Linked DNA regions of Anas platyrhynchos: region 2 is linked to region 1. A link is a contact called in public Hi-C data. All regions are on one chromosome and are shown on one strand. The core of a region is the stretch at or near the end of the contact, and the rest is flanking DNA. Distances in the headings are between cores, read along the strand shown. Region 1 overlaps PPP2R5E (protein phosphatase 2 regulatory subunit B'epsilon). Region 2 overlaps PPP2R5E (protein phosphatase 2 regulatory subunit B'epsilon).

Region 1 (5,128 bases), core at 1,842-4,341:
TGTTTTTCAAACAGGTGCTAGATTTCAGGACTGTGTCTATGCCTACTCTACATGTCTTCTATTGCATAAGCAGTGTTTTTTTTACTTATGCATGACAAAGTTCTTTATAAATGGTATAGGTCAAAGGAACCCATCGCTTTACAACCTTGGATTCCCCTTCTCCAGCTCTCCACACTTCCTCCCAGCGATCATCCCATCCTTCCTTCCCAATGATCATCCTCATCTGCCATCATTTCTCTCCACCAGGTTCCACATGAGCTCACCACTTTATTCCCCATTCTGCTGGTGATCAACAGGCCTGCTAGCTAAGAGAAGCAGCATTTTGGAGGAGTGGGAAATGCCATCAACATGCATTTATGAGTGTTTTCATACAACACGTAGTTATTTTCGTTTGCACAGGGAAAACATTAATGATATCTGCATTAGGTCTCAATTCACACATTATGTGCCCGGACACTTCGTGCCAAGCACAGAACTTCGTACTAAATGCAAGCAACAAATACTATTTCCTTGTCGCTTAGCCTAGGTTTTACTTCATGGTTGCCTCACTTTGCTTAATCTCATTTAGAGGTACTTTGCTGAGGCTGCTTTGCTGATGGCACGAGCCTCACAAAGCAGAGACAACTGGAATGGTTTCCTGAGTTAATTATACTGCTGAATGGAGTGTACAGCTTATTATGCAGCAAATCTGATAAACTGTAAACATGCTGCAGGGCCTCTTCTGCACTTTGAAGGTGGTGGTGTGCCTTCTTTGCACTCTGCCTCTGCATTTGACCCATCTCTAAGCTGGTTAATCAAACAGCTGGGAAAAGCAGCATGTTATCTCCTAATCCTGTTTATACATGACCCCTACATAGTAGTTCAGACAAATTAATCTATTTAGGAAATAGAAGTAGTATACTCTTCAGCATCCTATTTTAATTTTCCAGCCTTTTACTCCTGTAAATATTCTAAAGTTAGTCTGTAAGGCATGTTTTCAGGATGTTGGCAACCTAATACGAAAGGGCACTTTAAAGGCAAGAGTTTAAAACAATCCAGGTACTGATGAAAACAGACTGTAAGTTAAGGTGAAGTTTTGGAACTTGCAAGATAAACAAAAGAGATTCAGGTACTGCATAAATAAAAGGATGAAGCAAAAGGAAGATGTAGGAAAGCACACGTTGTACATACCAGTGAGGAATATTCACCGGACACAAGGGGAAAACACAAAACTGGCTAACTGAAGAATAAATATGGCAAACCAGAGAGTACAGAAAAAGATTGGCCATATGGGTTTTCTGCTTGGATTTATTTCGTCTTGCCACAAGAGGGAGTATTTCACTACTGTTAAAGCAGCGTTACAGGAGCCTTCCCTGTCCGTGTAGATCTCCTGTTGTCAAGTCGCATGACTTTCAACCCTAATACGGCACTTACCAGCCTGTGCTCATAATGAATGTACATACAGAGAGTCCTGTATGCACACCTGCCAGGTGTGCATCCTCCTTAGACTATCCTACTTAACAGGCAACATTCTCCTTCCTTCTCCATCTTTTTCCCTGATTCTTTCAGTTCTCTCAAAAACCCCTCCAATACAAGACTTTTCTAAACCAGGTAAGCACTCCCAAAGACACGGGTTTCAGTTTGTCCTTCCTCGGGGATTCCTGAGCCCCCCCTTCTATATCCCTGAGCATACAAAAGGTAGACGAGCAAGTAGACGAGGAAAGTGATGAATTACGAGGACAGAGTTGTTTCTGTATCAGGGCACAAGGAAACAGAAAAAAGAAATCCCAAAAGATTCCTAAGTAAAAAGGGGAAGGCGCCAATAGGAACATTTCCATCCGGACATCTGGGATTCTGCAATACTTACTGAAGCCTTTTTGGTCACTGCTTCACATTTGAAAATACCAACTTTCTCAGCACTTCAACAAAAATAGGGAACTAGCAAAATCAAAAGCAGTCTGCAGCTATTTTTTTCTGCTTTAAACTTCATTTGAAATAGGAAATTCTTGTGATATATAAATGTAGTGATATACAGATTAATGAAATTTGTACCATCCCAGAAAAGATCAGTATTTATCTGCTATTAACATTTTAAAACTGGAACAAATGCTGAAGTATGGCACAAGCAAAACCTGCAAGGAAAAGTACGTACTACCAGAATTAAAAGTTAATCAAATACAAATTCCTGAAAGCTTTAAATTAAAGCAATCCAAGTTTCATACCGTTAGTGCCAGGGCCTTACCAGCACAACAGAACAGCAAAGGTTTCAGCAACAATGACTGAAGTGCCAGCACCAACACCTGAACCTTAAGCTTGTTAGAAAGCCTGAATGATTTCTGGAGTGTGGATGAAAAAGAGACAGAAGCTTTAAGACAACTGAAAGGCAGTATTTTACATAAAAGATTTAACATACAGGAGTAAATGCAAGGTAGAATACAGTCCTTGTATAGAGTTTGTTCTCTTTTTCTTTTTTTGCACAAGGAGCAAAGATGTGGAGCCCAACTGCAGCTATTCTCCTGATGAGAACAGACAGAACAGGTTATCTCCAGGTGATTCCCAGGGGGATCATCATTTCCAAAGATAATGCGTGCCATTACAGCTCCATTAATCACCCCGACGCAGCACGACAGCTCGCTTACCCGCAGTGCCAATTTGCAGCACGCTCCTGTGAATCAGCAGCCGCTGGGTGCCTGATGCCTCCGAGCCTCCGAGGGAGAACTGAAGGCACCAAGTCCTCGAGCTGCCCAGCTGCGCGTTACGGACTGACAGCCGTCACACGGAGGTGGGGATGTGCTGCCTCAGAGCTGGAAAGAGTAATTTTTTTTCCGCTAGGCAGAAGGCAGCTATTTAGTATTCATCCCTGGGCCCAAGCAGCGTGCCAAAATTCCTTCAGCGAGATGGATGAATCACTTCCCTTCTGACCCCGGCCGGTTATCAAGCCAAAGGACATCCCTGCCAGGCTGCGCACGCAGTCCTTGATGACTCCTCTCCCACGGCCAACACAAATGACTACCGATCAATACCGACTTCCATCTTCCCCTGATTAGGAGCGCCTCCAACCCCTGATGTTATTTTTGCAAGGGAAACCTGAAGCCTAATCGTCCAGAAAGCTCTATCATGATAAATCTTCCCTACCGTGAGCTCCAAGTTGTCCGCACGCTGTTCTCCAGGACTGCTCCTTATAGGCGATCACATCGAAGCAGGCACAAAACAGCTTACTGCTCCTTCCCCACAACGTGAACACCCAAGTGCCAGAAACCAATTTAACAGGTCAGTGAAATTAATCCATCAGCAACAAGTAAGATTCCAGGATCAAATGGGAAAAGCCAACGTGATTGATTTTTAAATTGGAGATGCCCAGAAGCCTCCAAGCTCAATGCCTGTGTCACTCAGGCACAACTCTGACAGAAACTTCTCCACGCAATTACAAAGAAGTGTCAATTCATTAAAATTAAATGAAAAGATAGAAAAGGCTGCTCTGGTACCACCAAAAGGATGAACTGTAAGTTCTGGACAGATCCAAGGGTTGGTACCTGGCAATCCACAACTACAAAGGTATGAATACACAATCGAAAGTAACAGGCTTCAAGAAAGCTCTGATTTTATCACCATAGTTATACGTGAAATGTAAATATATTATTATTTATATTAACTTTTCAAAAATAAAGTGCTAAGAAGCTTAAGTCTGAAGTCAGGAATAAATGTCTGCTTTGAGAAGCCCTCTCTTTGCCCCTCACTGGTGCACAATAAAATCTGTGCTATAACAGAAACCCTTCACAAATTCAATTTCAACTTGGTGCTCACATTCCGTGCTGTTTGGAAGAAAGATTTTTATCAGCAATAGTTTTCTTGAATGAACCCTGAAACAAAAACAGCGTGCATGCAGGGAAGTTTAATGTATTAGCTATATAAAACAGGATAAACGAATTAGTGCACAGGGAACACCTGTTCTTCTGTTACCGGTATGTGAAACTGTCCAAATAAACCCCCCGTGTATATGAGATTGAAACTGGATACCTGTGCACACACAGTGCTTAAACTCGCCTGCACGCTGCAGCAACAAAATGTGGTCAGAGCATATATGAAACTCTTGGAACTGAGACACAACATCTCACGGAACAGGCACTGGCACTCGTCCTTCTGAAACACATCTGCATACATGGGTTTGCATTTTTGTTTTTAGTATTGCTCATGGATTTACATGTTTTAGAGCCCGAAGTGACTACTGCAGTCACTCAGCTGTAATCTTTCTTTATATCCCGTTACACCGTTCCCAGAAGTTTGACAGCACATCTTACAAAAAGAAAAGCCCAATTTTATTTTGACATATCATGATTCCACCAGCTCTCATAACCTGAAGATTTACTATTAATTTGACTAGGGCACTACTTTTGGTTTCAAGGTTGAACTAGCCTGAGTCCCACTGGTTCCTGTTAAACCATCAGATCTCTTCAACATATACATACAGATATATATACATACACATATTTGCATATGCAGCATGTCTCTGTATGTGTATGTATTTTTATTTTACGCATACGTAACGCATATATATACACACACATATATATAAATGACACCTCTCAACCTCTTTGATACTAAATAGTCAGAGCTCAGGCAGATGTTGGTTTGTTTTGAATCCTGTGATTGTTTTTGCCACCCTCCGTTAAGCTCCCACCTGTATTTTCATAACCCCTCCAAATAACGCATGCCAGATGCATTGGGGTATGTATAAAAAGCCAGGCCATCTCCCTGTTATTTCCCTTTTTTGAACCGTACACTGCATCAAAAATTCTCATTAAGATAGTCAAGATAGTCACCCAAAATGGTCAAGTTTCTTTCTGCACCACTGCTTGCCAGAATACAGTCAGAGTTTAACATAATACGTTATTATATACCTTCTTTTTGCCCAGCAGTGTTACTTTTGGCCAGGCTACATGAACTATGGACCATGAACACAATCAACTATCTGGACCACTGGGCAGGTGGGTCCTCTTCATGTTTTTTTCAAAAAATTCTATCAAAAACCTGCAAGATTTTAGCTCTAGATCAGGGCTCCTAAGTTTGTTGACTTCTCATCACCCACTTCAGCAGTAGCAGCAGCTTTCTGACCATACAGATGTGCGGGTGGTAGAACTGAGATCCTTAG
Region 2 (5,342 bases), core at 148-2,647, 41 kb after region 1:
GTTATCTGCATTTATTCATCATCGTGGAGACACCACTGATGATTTATTTTAACTTCTGCAGAACACCCATCAACGAAGGAAAGCTAAGTCTGTGACTGATGTTTTGCAGCAGATACATTTATTTAAATTCCTAAAATCTTCAATTTTTAATGGTCCAAAACCACTGAATTATGCACAAACTTATAGGAACAAACTGCTTGCCTCCACCTCTCTTTTAACTTGCTCAGTGGTGAAGTCCAATGCTAAATTACTGAAAGAAGCTCTCCAGGTCAGGGAACACATGAAGCCACTGTTACAACAGAGCTAGCAATATGTCCAGAGATGTTCAACAGACATTACAGCAATCTGCTGTTCTATCTCTCCTTCTAGGAAGCTACCCAGAACAGACCCCTTTCTCATTTTCTGACCGTTTAACCAGGTTGATCAACCCCATTATGTTGTGATCCTTCCCTGCCACAAACTCCTGCAGATGCTCAGGAAGGTGCCAAGCACTTCACATTCAGAGAAAACTCCCCCAGTTAACCTGACATGTGGATCAGAAGGGGCAAAACGGTGACAAACCTTAATAAATTGTTTAAATGCAAAATAATGATCCTAAGAAAAACATCATGAACTGTTAGCAGTGTTTTGCAATGAAATTATTATATACTTTGTTTTCAGGTAATACAATTTAACAGAACAGTTAATCAGTACGAGACATGCTGTGACTTCAAAAATAAAATTCCTATAGAAAAAATAAACCTCCCATGGGCTGAAAATATGTTTTTACATTGACTACATGTAAGAACATACACATTTTCAAAATTATACACACATCACTATCAATTAGAGAAACCTATTGTTGAAGAACCCTGTAACAAGCCATTATCGTAAATCATTACTACTTTTGAACAGAATGGATTTCCCTATAGCTTGACTTCAAGCCTTTGCTCAAAACAGGCAGTTTTTCAATCAAGTGCAGTGACTAAGCATGCGGAAATATTTTACACTAGTTCTTTGGACAGCTACCATATCTTTTCAAAACACTTGATACAGATCCTCAGGCTGCAGCAGCATTTTTCCCCCCAGAAAACCACACACAGAGAAGCCACCAACCCTACAGAGAAGTTCACCCCCGTTTAAGTTCCGCTGATTCAACTGTTTGAGAGGGCACGGGGTAATAAAGCAGATCACTGAGATTATCATGGTTTAAAAAAAAGAAAAAAAATCAAGGAGGAGAAGGCAGAACATATTTAACAATCCGTTTTACACTGTGGCCCCAAAAACACTTGCCTCAGCACAAACGAGAGGCAGCACACTGGTGTGTACTCTTGGCAACTTCTCAAAGGTTTGCAACCAGAATAAAAGCAACAAAAAAATCACCAAACTGCATCTGCAACAACCACCACTACAGTCAGCAGGGACTCAAACTAAGATAAAACCTTGCTGTGGGCTTCTGAAACAAGACTGCAGCATTTTTCTAACAGATTTTCCTGAAGTTTTTATGAACTAGCACGCGTCCGTTTGTTGGTATCTCTGAATTAAACAGTTATCAAGATCACACAGTTCCACAGCTAATCCATAAACGCTTAACCCTACCAAAGCTCATTGAACTCAGCAAGTCTTCTCGTCTGTTTCAGCTAAGAACTTCTGCACAACTGAGCCAAAGAAACAGCAGCAGTTTGAATGAGCAAGCTGTAGGTGAAAGGAAGTTACCCTGAACCTAAAAATAGTTGATCGTCCTCCTCCCACTCCCCAGCACGCACAAATAAAGGCGCTCGTTTTTCAGGCAGACACACGCTTCTGATGGACGAGCACGAAGGGACTGCCTCCTTACAACAGAGCTTTACCAATGAACAGAAGCAGTATCCCATCCCAAGTACTGAATTTTAAAAATAATAAATAAATGAGAAAGGAAATAACTCAATACCTAAACTTTATGTGTGACATTAAATAAACATATAAGTTGTTTATATACACAGATGTGTATTAAACACATTTAATACACATAAACTCACATTTTTACAAGCACACACATGATTCCAAAGCCATGGAAAACATGCCTTTTTTTTTTTTTTTAAACAGTAAAGCTCTGTATCATAATTACTTATCAAGGCAGCACTAAGCTTCAACAATCATGTATGCTACACAGAACTGACTGCATGGCTAAACCAGAATTTTTATTTGTCAAAAGTACTTTGGGAAAGGGATATAAAGGAGGTACTTATTACAGAAACAGTAGGTTCTACTACAGACCCGTAGGGTTACACTTGGACACAGAAAAGAAAACTTGATTATTAAAGAAATAAATAATCCTAGTAAGCATATTATAGAGACATGCAAGAGAAATACAGACTGACAACAAATGCTACTGATGATGGTTAAGTCTAGACATTCCTGCAAAGAGTTATCAAGATTTTAGACTCAATCTTGTGAATAGTACAGAAATATAACGTACGCAGTGATTGCAAGTCATTTCACTTTAAAAAGTAAAATAATAAAAAAGAAAGAGGTGGGAACGATCGTCCCTTAACACTTCCAGGAGGTGGACTGAGAAGTTCAGAAAGTAAGGCAACTACGCTCAAGGATTGGGAGCAGGCTAAAGGAAAAATCTGCAGACCTAAATAGACTTAAAAACACATAAATAGAGACAACTGAACAGCAACAAAGACCATTAGAACATCAGGGCTAAGCAGAGAGGATTTCTCAACACCTGCAGCTTCACTAACACACTGTTGGAGTAAGAAGTTTTATGTTGGTGTTTGTTTGTTTTATATGGTCGTAACTTCCAAGTCAACATTTGTATGAATGCATGTTTTCTACAAGTGTAGTTCTACAAAACCGCATTCCAGATGTGGGAGACAACAACAAGCAGCAAAACTTTCAAAAAGACAGAGTGTAATTGGTGCATGGCCCTCTCTAAACACCACTAAACAAATAGATTTCAGAAACAGAAATCTTTAAGACCATTGGAGGAATTATTCTACAAGCACCAGATGTTTACAAAATCAAAGAGGAGGTTAAATATAAATTTAAAAAAAGAACTGCCAAGAGCACAAGAAAAAGTGAAGACTTTAATTATGTATGACAGGAACCCCACGCATTAAGGAAAATAACAGGGATAAATCCTTCTCACTTTTGGGATTAGGGCCCTTTTCTCAAATCTTACACAGAGCCGGCCCATTATGTCCAGATCTATGTCAACCAGAACAAGTGCAAAATTCTTTTTAATAGTTCCAGGATTGATGTTTGATTCACCATTGATTATGTGCAGAACTAACCAAGTTCCAGCATTTCTTCCAAACAATAAATGAGGAGTCCTGGGATCTATTACCAATTATGGAAATAAAGCAAAATTTGATTTTGGAAAGGCACAGCCATTATGAACCCACATTCTTGTTTATAAATTAGGAGAAAGTATTTAGTTTAGATATTTTATTCATAGTTGGTTGGCATTTGTAAACCATTCCAAATTTCACAAATGGAGACCAGCACAGAAATGACAAGCAGCCAAACCCCCATGGAAGTCAACAGAAAATTGAGGCTTTCTTCTTTTACAACTCAGATAATAATAATCATTTCCCATGCGTACAATTCTGAAGGTGGTATTCTAAAAACAAACAGCTTTCTTCAGTCTTAAATCTTATGATAAAGAAGATACTTTTAAAAAATCAAATGTAGCTATGTTTGAAAAAGGTGGTATGCATCTTGCAGCTCTCACTTAAGCAGAAGTCTTCTGGAGTTGATAGGATTTTTGATTGCTTAGGACCGACAGCATTCGACCTACAGATAGGATTCTTACGAAATGCTTATAATAAAAATCTCACCTATAGGGAAATAACATACTGATCAAAAGCAAACAGCAACTGAAAGATTTTCCCCTTTTGACTATGCAGTGCTCTTTTGTTGCCAATACAGCAGTTCTTTAACACCATGGAAACTATCTGATAAATGTATTAGAAGCTCAATAAATTTCATAATATTGAGGTAGCAAAGCAATTGGTATTGTTGACAGAGAACTTCTGTTCTGAGTGCCTGTTTTACTGAAGAAAAATTATCTAAAAATAAAAATTATAGTTTGAGCTGTTTTTTCAAAAAAAACATGCACTAATTTAAAAAAAAACGAAAGTAACTACACTATGTTAGACCATTGGAAAATGTGGAGAATGATAGGAAGCAAGAGGCATACCCTGAAATTAAAAAAATAGGACAGATTGCTTTAAAATTTGCTAAAAAACAACCTTACTTTTGTACTTGTGTACGGTTTGCTTTACCTTATTCATGTATTTTTGATATGAATGAAGGGGGAGTACTGTGAATTACATGCTACTTTTCTGCCCAATTTCTCAAGATCCTCAACATTTCTTCATAAGCCATATGATCTTTTCAGTCATCTGCATGTATGTCTTTATCCCCTGGCCACTCCCCTACTGTTACAGGTACTGGCACAAACAGTACTGAACTCAGCTTTTACAGGTAATGCTGAAATCAGTCTGTTTTCACATGTCCAGTATTACGAGACACTTTTTTCCCCACTAATTGCTTTCTAGCATTGCACTCCTACTGCTCTTCTGCTCAGGACTTCCAAGCAAAAAGATATCTGTACAAAATGAAAGTAAAATCATCTGCCAGTAAGCAACATCCCTTGCCAGGGCATATACAGTACTACCTTCCACTACAGACCGAGCATGATTTGAGGCACACCACAAACTTGGTTAATAAACTCGGTGTGGATTTGGCTAAGGCACAGAGGTGGATGTAGGCATCCCCAGAACAGGGCCCTTCAGCAGCACTGCTCTGCCACAAACCAGCTTCCTAAGGGACCTGCCAGCCCTGATGGCTCTTTAAAAGCAAAGGCAAAACGTGAAACCATAATACAGTGCAAGATACACCAGGCAAGAGCATGCAAACATTTAAATACAAGTGAGACTGAAACATATTTAAGAGTTCACACATTGAAAATGCAGGACAACTGCATCACAACTTCCATCAGCACTACTTGTCCCATTCATCTACACTCAAAACAAAGGAGCAAAGGCTGCTTTCAAAATGCTATATTCGACATCAGTCATGTTGTAAAAGGGAATTCCAAATTAGATTGAGTTACAGTGCAATAAATAACAAAATAATTAAATTATCAGAAATGTTAAGTCTTGACTGTAGGAGATCACAGGAGATTTTTGGCTCGGAGCCTTTCAAAGTCTGAACAGAGCCCAAGAGAGCCTCAGAAGGCACCTTGCGTTTTATAAATACATCAAGTGTTTGTTTACACAGTGCTGAACAATACACACGCTTCTGCTAATTAAAAAAATAATAGAACACATGCTAACAACTTCATTTCCCTATACTTTCTTTACCTGGAG

What was found. A called contact is a pair of places that touch in the nucleus more often than the background predicts.
Region 2: a Hi-C map of subcutaneous adipose tissue shows a contact between it and region 1, with 4 times the contacts expected there. The contact joins two enhancer-like sites. A contact is called at or near these places in 5 of 8 Hi-C or Micro-C datasets (F5 follicle, liver, skeletal muscle and 1 more).

Annotation. Positions count from the first base shown.
Region 1 is chr5:7,374,755-7,379,882 of IASCAAS_PekinDuck_T2T, forward strand. The region is part of intron 4 of PPP2R5E (protein phosphatase 2 regulatory subunit B'epsilon); the gene reads right to left. Among named protein-coding and RNA genes, the nearest start is that of GPHB5, 28 kb to the left of the region's middle. Within about 2 kb of position 3,092, at least 4 of the 8 cell types and tissues checked have an H3K27ac peak or open chromatin away from gene starts, as enhancers often do.
Region 2 is chr5:7,417,059-7,422,400 of IASCAAS_PekinDuck_T2T, forward strand. All of the region lies in intron 3 of PPP2R5E (protein phosphatase 2 regulatory subunit B'epsilon), which reads right to left. Among named protein-coding and RNA genes, the nearest start is that of PPP2R5E, 14 kb to the right of the region's middle. Within about 2 kb of position 1,398, at least 1 of the 8 cell types and tissues checked has an H3K27ac peak or open chromatin away from gene starts, as enhancers often do.